Linked DNA regions of Sus scrofa: regions 2 and 3 are each linked to region 1. The links are chromatin contacts, called in public HiChIP or PLAC-seq maps. All regions are on one chromosome and are shown on one strand. Each heading gives the region's core, a stretch centred on a gene start, on an enhancer-like site or on the middle of the called end of the contact. The rest is flanking DNA. Distances are from core to core; before and after follow the strand shown. Region 1 overlaps POU2F2 (POU-domain protein). Region 2 holds the start of MEGF8 (multiple epidermal growth factor-like domains protein 8). Region 3 overlaps CIC (protein capicua homolog).

Evidence for each region. HiChIP or PLAC-seq counts read pairs in DNA pulled down with a chosen protein or histone mark.
Region 2: an H3K27ac HiChIP or PLAC-seq map of alveolar macrophages shows a contact between it and region 1. The contact joins the promoter of MEGF8 here to the enhancer-like site in region 1. A contact is called at or near these places in 1 of 5 promoter capture datasets (liver), 3 of 47 Hi-C or Micro-C datasets (blood, embryonic fibroblasts and mesenteric adipose tissue) and 1 of 2 datasets of contacts at active chromatin or transcription factors (alveolar macrophages).
Region 3: a contact with region 1 is called in an H3K27ac HiChIP or PLAC-seq map of alveolar macrophages. The contact joins two enhancer-like sites. A contact is called at or near these places in 1 of 47 Hi-C or Micro-C datasets (epiblast stem cells) and 1 of 2 datasets of contacts at active chromatin or transcription factors (alveolar macrophages).

Annotation. Positions count from the first base shown.
Region 1 is chr6:49,798,578-49,801,379 of Sscrofa11.1, reverse strand. It overlaps POU2F2 (POU-domain protein), which reads right to left. Exons shown (of 14, transcript NM_214040.1): 2 at 1,866-1,931; 3 at 1,717-1,751; 4 at 1,534-1,590. Among named protein-coding and RNA genes, the nearest start is that of POU2F2, 8.0 kb to the right of the region's middle. Within about 2 kb of position 1,354, at least 5 of the 83 cell types and tissues checked have an H3K27ac peak or open chromatin away from gene starts, as enhancers often do. A contact at or near this core is called in alveolar macrophages, where this site is marked.
Region 2 is chr6:49,617,738-49,620,539 of Sscrofa11.1, reverse strand. MEGF8 (multiple epidermal growth factor-like domains protein 8) reads left to right here and starts at 1,420. Exons shown (of 41, transcript XM_005655875.3): 1 at 1,420-2,373. The coding sequence starts at 2,187. It overlaps TMEM145 (transmembrane protein 145), which reads left to right. Exons shown (of 15, transcript XM_021094427.1): 15 at 232-1,000. The coding sequence ends at 477.
Region 3 is chr6:49,653,648-49,656,449 of Sscrofa11.1, reverse strand. All of the region lies in intron 3 of CIC (protein capicua homolog), which reads left to right. Among named protein-coding and RNA genes, the nearest start is that of CIC, 9.1 kb to the left of the region's middle. Within about 2 kb of position 1,374, at least 72 of the 83 cell types and tissues checked have an H3K27ac peak or open chromatin away from gene starts, as enhancers often do. A contact at or near this core is called in alveolar macrophages, where this site is marked.

The sequences.
Region 1 (2,802 bases), core at 105-2,604:
TGGCTTCAGGATTGTACCCTATAGGCGGCAAGCCTCTCCGGGTGCATTTTGATAATCATTGTATTTATTTCCATGGCAAGTGATTCTGGTTTTCCATTCATGAAATTTCCATTTAAAAAATGTTTTATTTCAGCTGTTGAAAAAGCAAGCCAGCTCATGAGCTGATAATTGTTGAGGCTGATTGACAGATACCTGGAGGTTCGTTTTCACTATGGTCTTTCAACTTTTGTATCTGCTTCACATTTTCCACAATACAATGTTTTTAAAAATTGAGCCCGTTTAACAAAATTAGGATGTAAATAATAGATAGTACACGGTGGTGTGTGCGTTTGCCTGAAATCAAGATGGGAGCACATGAATCACTGCAGCTAGGGAAAGACTGATGCAGAGAGATGCAGAGAGATGGGGGGTGAAGTTCCAGGGTGGAGAGCAGGACGCAGCGTGGACGGAGACCCGGAGCCAGAGGCCACCACTACCCTCCCTGCCACGGGCTTGCCCAGGAAGCAGGCCCAGGCTGGCGAAGCGGGGCGAGAACCCTTTCTTCCTTGGGCCCCGATGGTCTCCTAGTGGAGAAGCAGGGCTGCTGCGGGGCAGGGAGAGGCTGCAAAGATTCAGCTAAGGATGGGGGGCAGCGGGTGAAGGGGGGACGGTGATGGACATTGTCCACTCCAGGGGCCACGGCCAGAGCCTGGACTGAGACTAGAGCGAAGTTGGTCAGAGTTGGAGCCCTTCCCCCCAGGTCCCGTCTAACAAGCTTAAGACAGGACCCCTGCCCACCAAGCGGCAATCAGGGCACGCGAGGGTGGAAGGGACCTCAGAGGTCCTCCAATCTGCTTGTCCCCACCCTCATTAGAGAAGAGGAAACTGAGAAGCCCAGAGTGGAGCAGTGCTTTTCCCATGGTCACAGAGCAGTTCCCAGCGCCCCCAGCCTGTCCTCCTGCCACCTCTGGTCAGGGTCAGGAGTCTGGCCTGTGCCCTCAGTGCTGTCTTTGGCCTCTGGACCTGCCAGCTGCCACCAGACTGGAAGGTGGAGATGTGGGCCCCAGACACTCCAGGAAGCCCAGCAGCGCCCAGCAAGAGGGCCCCATGTGGATTTGGGATTTGCTCTCTCTGGCCACTTCCAGCGCCCCCATCATGCTCTCCTGCAGCATCCTCGCCGCCATCCTCACTGGGTCTCCACCCCCTACTCCCGGGCTGGCCCGAGTGTGCGGTGGGGGGTGGGGGTAGGGCAGGCCCCGTTCGGTCAGGGAAGTTGGGATGGGGGCGGGGCCCTCGGCTTCCTGTTGTTCATCGCCCTGGGGCTCTGGGGGGGATTTCCCTGGCCACCCCCACCCCCCAGGGAAGGGGAAGGAGCCGGGTGAGTCACAGGCCTGGGGCGGGAGCCCGAGGGTGAGAAGGGGCGGAGGAGTCCCTTCACCAAGGTATGAGGCCCTGGGCCCACTGCTGGCATTGGGACCTTCTCCCAAACGCCAAACCCGACCCATCACAGGACAGCCCTCCCCTCTGCCCCTGGCTGCTCTGACAGGTGCTTACCTTGGTGCTGGGGCCAGTTGGGGACACGGAGAACGGGGAGGTCTTATTCTGGGGGTTCTGCAAAGAGCAAGGTGGAGTAGGTGATGGGAACAGTGAGCTGAAGCAGCTTCTGATACCCTCCCCCTCCCCCACAGAGCTCCCCTCTACCGCCACCTCCACCTCACCCTCCCCACCCCTCCTGACCTGATGGTTAGTGTCTGGTCCATTTCTTTCGGTGTCTGCAAGGACAGGGAAAGGGTGAGTTGTCACCGGCCATACCCGAAGGCCCCCACAGCACCCCTGCCTGCCACCCCTAGTGATCCTCCTCCCTCCCTGCTCCCTTCCCCACTCACCTGTGTGCTCTGATGGGGAGTCCAGACCTTGCTTCTCGGCCTCCAGGGGCTTAGACATTCTTATTTCTGGGGAAAGAGAAGGGATGCAAATGGGGTGAGGGTTCAGAAGCCAGGAGGGTTCTGGGGCACCTCCACCAGCAGTGCCCCAGCCTCTCCCTGCATACCCCAGACCCCCTGCCACCTTGCAAGTGGCTCTGTCAGGGAGCCACGTCCTTTGCTTTAGGCCTCTGCCCTCCTCTGCTGGGGCAAGAGGGGGGCCTTCAGGCCTTGGGGATCCTGCCCAGGCCTCCTCACCCCTCAAGAAGGTGGCTGGGGGGAGTGTCATCCCCCAGCCCCGTGAGACCCTGGTGCACAGTGGGAGGCCGAGGGTGCCCGTTGGCCCCATAAGGCTTTGGCTGCCCAGGGGGAGGTTGGTGATGTTCCAAGGGAGCGAGTCAGCCCCGGGCCTCCTCTCCCTCCGGCTGCCGCCCAGGCACCCGTCCTGCCCCACCGGGTTTCGGTGAGGCATGTTTTCCACTCTGAGCAGGGCCTAGGTGGTGTGAGGGGACTGCAGATCCCCAAAGGAGCAGGTCCTCAGATCTTGGGGTGTGATTCAGCCACCCTCTGGCCCCCTTCCCAGCCCACCACTTTCCTGTCCACACCCCATTCCCGCTGGCTCCCTTCAGGGACTCGGCACACGGGAGGCCCCACTCTGAGCTCTGTGACTCCGACTCTGCCCCTGACCTTGTTCTCGAACCTAATCCTAGACCTCGCCTGAGACTGGAGCCTTGAATCGCAACTGCACACCCAAGTCCAACCTAGAGCCCCCGCCCCTCCAAATGCAATACCATCCTATAGTTCCACAGGCCCAGGAAATGAGAGGAGGTGGCCCAGGATAGGTGGAAGGACACAGGCAGGGGACACAGAGCCATGGAGACAAAGCCCCCTCTACACAGCA
Region 2 (2,802 bases), core at 171-2,670, 180 kb after region 1:
CGCCGCCGGCCTTCCGCGGTTCTCCCTACCCTCCCCGGCCGCCGCCGGAGTTCGCCCACCGCACCCCGACGCCGCCCCTTGAGTACCTGGCCCCCCTGCCCAGGCGCCCCTGACTAACACCTGTGCTCACACCTTGGGGGGGGGTCATCCAGAGGGAGGGGGGCGGGCCTTCGGGGCCGCATCTGCCCCCCGTGGGTCCTGGACGGCCTCTGACCCTGACCCCCCTCCCAGGCCGGGAAGCAGGTGGAGGAGACAGCGGTGGCGGCGGCGGCCCCGAGGGGCCGCGTGGTGACAATGGCCGAGCCGGGCGCGGCCTCCCCGCCCCCTCCCTCTCGGTTCCCCAAGGCGGTCGACCCGATCTGGGATGGCCCGACGCCGCCCTACCAGCCGCTCGTGCCTCAGACAGCGGCGCCGCACACTGGCTTCACCGAATACTTCAGCATGCACACGGCCGGGGGCAATGCACCCCCGGTCTGAGCACCCCTGCCCTCCCCTGCCCAATGGGCCGCGCGCCGGGCCCAGGCCGGGCTCCAGATCCCCACTCTATCCCGGCCCCAGGGCTCTGCCATCCAGGCCATCCCAAACCTCCCCACCCAACGCGCCCATGTGCGTAATATCCTCCCACCCCTTCCCCGACTCTTGTGCCAAACGGTCCCGCGGGAGCCGCTCTCCCCGTCCCCTCCCTTAGCCCCTGCCCCGAGCGGCACCGGATTCTGGGCTCCCGCTGTTCCGTGACCTCCGGCCCCCGGGCCCCCTACGAGACCTCTGACCCTGCTGGACCCCAGAACGATCCAGGGATCCTGCCTGTGATTCTCCAGGACTCCACGACCCCAAGCCACTGCTCCCAGGACGGATATTGTGAAGCTAGTCTCCATCTCTGTGACCTTGGACCCCTACTCTTTCCACCCTATCTCCATCCCAGAGGCCCTCCCTCAGGTCCCTGGCAGAAAGACTTTTTCCCCTTCTTGCCAAAATAAAGAAGATTCTTTGTTTTTATCTATATGATGGCCTCTTTTACATTTTGATAGTGCTCAGAGACAGGGCTGAGCAAGAACTGTTTCAGGCTCAGGACCTCAGTGTGCCCATCTGAGAAATGGTATTTTAGGATGGGCTTGCATAACATGACCTTTTGTTGCCCTAGAATCTGGGAGCACTGAAGATATGAATCATCAACTAGCAGAGTCCTCTCTCTTACGTTTGGCTTATTTTTACCTTTTCTTCCCGAGTCAGAGGTAGATGCGCCCCCCAGTGGCGGATGCTTCACTCAGCTACCTGCGACAAGAGTTCGGGTTACGATTTCAGCACTGCGCATGTATAAGTCTCACTTTCCGTCGGCCAAGTAGGTCATTGCTGCGCATGCGTCTAGGAACAAATGGGCGGGGAAGTTTCCGGAAGTCTCCCTTTGTGGAGGGGTGGGGTTGGGGGCACCGCAGTCCTCCCAGGGCCGCTCTGACCTGCTTCTCGGCGACTTCTCGCCTCCTCTTCGTTCTCTCTCCCACAGCGGCCTCTCGGGCCCCGCCCCCTCGCCCTCTTAGCGGGTCTTCCCGCGGCCGCTCTGGCCCGAGCGTCCCCTCGTCTCTCTGACCTGACTCATCCGGCTTCGAAGGGAGGCGCGGGTGGGTGAGCAAGGGAGTTTGTCTATGGGGTCCAGGCCTGAGCCCCTGAAGACCGGCTCGGCTCCGGGCACCCGCTCGCGCCCCGTCCCTGGCTGGAGGGGTCTTTTCTGGACCATTTGGGCCAGGCCTGGCCCGGCCTGCACACTTTACGTAGGCCTCTGCCAGGCTGTAGAGCCCATCGCCCCCTGGGGACCCACCGGGCTCTAAGGTCCGTTTCGGCTTGCAGCGGCCCGCGACTGTAACTGCAGGACACCATTTATGGGGTTAGCCAGTCTATGGGGGCCCGTGTCTATAAGGGACTCCCAAGGTCCCTAGGGGTCTGCCAGGTCTATTACGACCTCACTGACAGGGTTTTCCATGGGTCTATAGGGCCCAGCCCTCGGCATTCAGAGCCGGTCAGCAGCGGCGGTTCCCTTCGCGGGGACAGCGACTTCTGGACCTCCCTGGTCTACAAGGCAATGTACCATCTATAGAGGTCGCATTTTCAGGGCCTCAAGCCGGGTGGAGGGCCCTCTCCAGGTCTTCACCACGCATCCCGTCTGTAAGGGTCAGTGCTGGAGGGAGGAGGCGATGGCCCTGGGCCGGGCTCTGGCGGCTGCGCTGGCTCTATCTTTGGCCGCGCTGGGGCCACTGTTCCTTGGGGCCCAGGCAGGGGACTGCAAGGGGCAGCGGCAAGTGCTGCGGGAGGCTCCAGGCTTCGTGACAGATGGTGCGGGCAACTACAGCGTCAATGGCAATTGCGAGTGGCTCATCGAGGGTGAGTGGGGCCGAGTGGGTCACACACTCACTCATGCGCTAATTCGTTCATTTGTGCACTCGTTCATCCACTCCCCACGTTCCCAGAGCCCGGGTCTGGTCCAGCCCCTTTGCTCTGAAATGCAGCCAACCTGGGCCCTGCCCTGGAAGGCCTTGAAGTCTGGTGGGGGAGTTGCACTCAGATCCAGATGCCCAAGTCAGGAGCATCAGTGAGGGGTATTGTGAGTAACTAACTGTTAGAAACTCAGGCTCTGAGCCCAACCACCTGGCTTCATTGGAATTTGGGTTCTGCTTCTTAGTAGCTTTTTGAATTTGGGCAAACAGCTTTTTTTGTCTAAGGTTCGGCTTTCCCTCCCTGCAAGTGGGGCCAGTAATAGTACTCACCTCATAGGGCTGTTGGAATTAAAAAAGAACGGGTATTTACCGTGCC
Region 3 (2,802 bases), core at 125-2,624, 140 kb after region 1:
ACCCCCCCCATGGCCTTTCAGGAGACACTTTGGTGCCAGTTCCATTTAAGCGAGTCCCACATGTAGTCCATCCCAACCAGTAGGACCTCAGAGACCAGGCAGTATACACCAACTATGCCTGGGTGGGTGGGGAAAGGAGGCCTAAAGAGGAGCTGAGGGTCTCCTGACTTCCTAAATCCATATCCAGATTCTGCCCATCAGAATTTCCATTTTGTCTCAAACAATGAACCCCATCTGTCCCACCAGAAGTCCCTCCTCATCCCTCCACCAGGCCCAGGCTGAGCAGCCCTGGGGAAAGTGGGTGGGGAAGACAGGTGTGGATATAGGTCCAGGCAAGGATGAGCAGAGGGAGCTACAGAGTCTGGGGAGCCCAAAAGAGAGAGACAACTCTGTGGCTTAATGTGAGGCAGTGTGGGAGGTTTTCTTTTTGGAGGTGACGTTTGTGCTGAAGCAGGATAAATGAGTGGATTTCAGGGTAGAGAGATAAAGGGAAGGGCCATCCAGGCCAAGGCAGCCACAGGAGCAAAGGCCAGGAGGGGTGAAAGTGCATGACTTCTCAGTGACTAGTTGAGGCTGGAGGCGACAGTAGCCAAGGTTAGGCAGAAGGGTGCCTAGGAGGACAGGTCCAGCCCGTGCTTGAATGTCAGCCCGTGGAGAGCCAAGAAAGGGTTTGGAGCAGAGGTAAAAGGTTGGATCTGGGTGTCAAAGATCCCTGTAAAGGAAGGAGGCCTGGGCTGGGAAGAAGAGGATCATTTGCGGAAGAGAGAAAAGAGGCGTTTTTTGAGGTAGCGGGAGCCAGTCTTCGAGACTTCTTGGAAGAGTACCCAGCACCAGGGACTTGGAGGGGGCAGGCTGCCTCCTGGCGGCGGCAGCGGCGGGTTGCTGAGCTGCTGGCGCGCGCATGCGCAGCGGAGTGGTGGTGTGTGTGGCCTGCAGCCCCTGGCGCCCGGGCATTAATGGCTCCATTAGTGGCCGGGAGGGAGGCGCATTAGCGGTGACGACGGCGTCTGGCTCCCATTACCACCGGCGGCAGCGGCTGCACCGCAGGCGGCTGGACCCTAGCCCGCCGAGCCGCCGTCTCCGCCTGCACCCCGTCCCCTGTTCCCGCTCCCCGTGGGGGCCTGGGCCAGGGAAGCCTTGTCTCCCCATTTGGGTGGAAAAGATGATTGTGAACCCAGGCCGACCTGTGCTCAAATCTCGACCCTGCCACTTCCTGACTGCGAAATTCTGCCCCCCTCTGAGCCTGTTTCCTGCATAGCAGCCGGGGAAATAAGGTGCATCGGGGGCTTTGTGGAACCAGAACCGCACACTGAGGGCCGCGCCCATTCCCGCGCCCCAGGGGGGAGGCCCCGGTGTTGGGCTTCTGTCCTTCCCATTGGCTGTTGTCCCGTCCTCCGACGCCGATTGGCCGAGACTCGCTCCCCCCCAAAAACCCCTGCGCCATTAACCCCTGCGCGGCCGGGTTCTCCGGCCGCGGGGGGCTGCTGCGGGCTGCTGCGGCGGGGGGGCGGCAGACAGGTCGGGTGCCAGCTGGCCCGCGCCCCGCCGCGGCCCGCGTGGGTGTCAGGCTGGCCGGGCACTCACCCGCCCTCCCAGCACAAAGCGGCTTTGTGGGGCCTGCCAGGGTCTGGCTGGGGGCCAGGCGGCGAGTGGAAAATCTCGTGAGCGCGGGGTTGGGGAGGAGAACACAGGGCGGCGCCCCCTCCTCCGCCCAGGCAGTGGCGCCTCCCTCAGCCCGAGCGGACCAGCCCTTCCAGCCCCAGCGCCCAAACACTCCCTCGCCCCCCCCTTTTTACCCCCAAATCCACGTCCCGCCCTCGGTCCTATCCCGCCCATCTCCCAATCCCTGGGGACCCTCCCCATACCTCTCGCCTTCCTCTCTTTCCCTTCTGGTTCCCCTGCCTACCCCAGCCCCACTCACACTGACTCACCCCAGCGCTATTTTTAGGCCCCCATCCCTCCCGTGCAGCTCCAGCCCAATCCTGGGCTCGTTCCCCAGGCAACCCTGGCCGTTGCCGACGCCGCCCGGGGTGGGTGGGTGGGTGGGTGTGTATGTGGAGAGCGGGTGAGGGGAGCTGGGGACACCGGGTGGTGAGCCGAGGCGGGACCCAGGCTTGGAGAGCAGGGTGGGGAGCCACAGGCGGCAGGGCGCGGTGCCTCTCGGGCTCAGTAAACGGGGGCCCGGTGAGTTCAGAGCTGCCTGCCTGTCCCTCAGTCTGTCAGCATCCCTGGCTGTGGGCCCCAGGCCTCTGGGCAGGCCTCAGCCTGTGCCACCCTGGGTGGCAGTTGTTTTCTCCATCTGGGCTCCCTAGCCCCAGGCTGGGCTGGGGTGGTGCTGTGGGGACTGTTGAGGGCCAAACCTTTTGTGGAGTTGCTAATGGGGTAGCTGCACCATAGTTCTGCCTAGTACCTGCTTTGAGTCAAGGATGTCTGTGCACCCCCTCTCAGATGGGGTTAGGGTCCTAATTTGGGGAACCCCCTCAATCTTTTCCTATTAGGGAGGCTCCAGTTAGGTTTGGGTATGGCTGGAGAGATAGAGCAGTCTGGGGACAGACCTGCTCCCCTCTTCTCTGCTCCACTTTTAATCACCCCCACCCAGGGTTCCTCCACTCTGAACAATGGAAGCTAAGTATAGGGCTGGCCTAATGCCCAGGGCAGGGGGGCCCTTCCCGCCCAGATTCCGGCCCCTCCCTGCCAGGCTGGGCCCCCACTTGGCTGTTCGGTTCCCTGTAAGAGGCCTCTTTCCACTCCTCCTATGTGGGCACTGTCTTCTACCAGATGTGCAACCCTCCCAGATGTGTG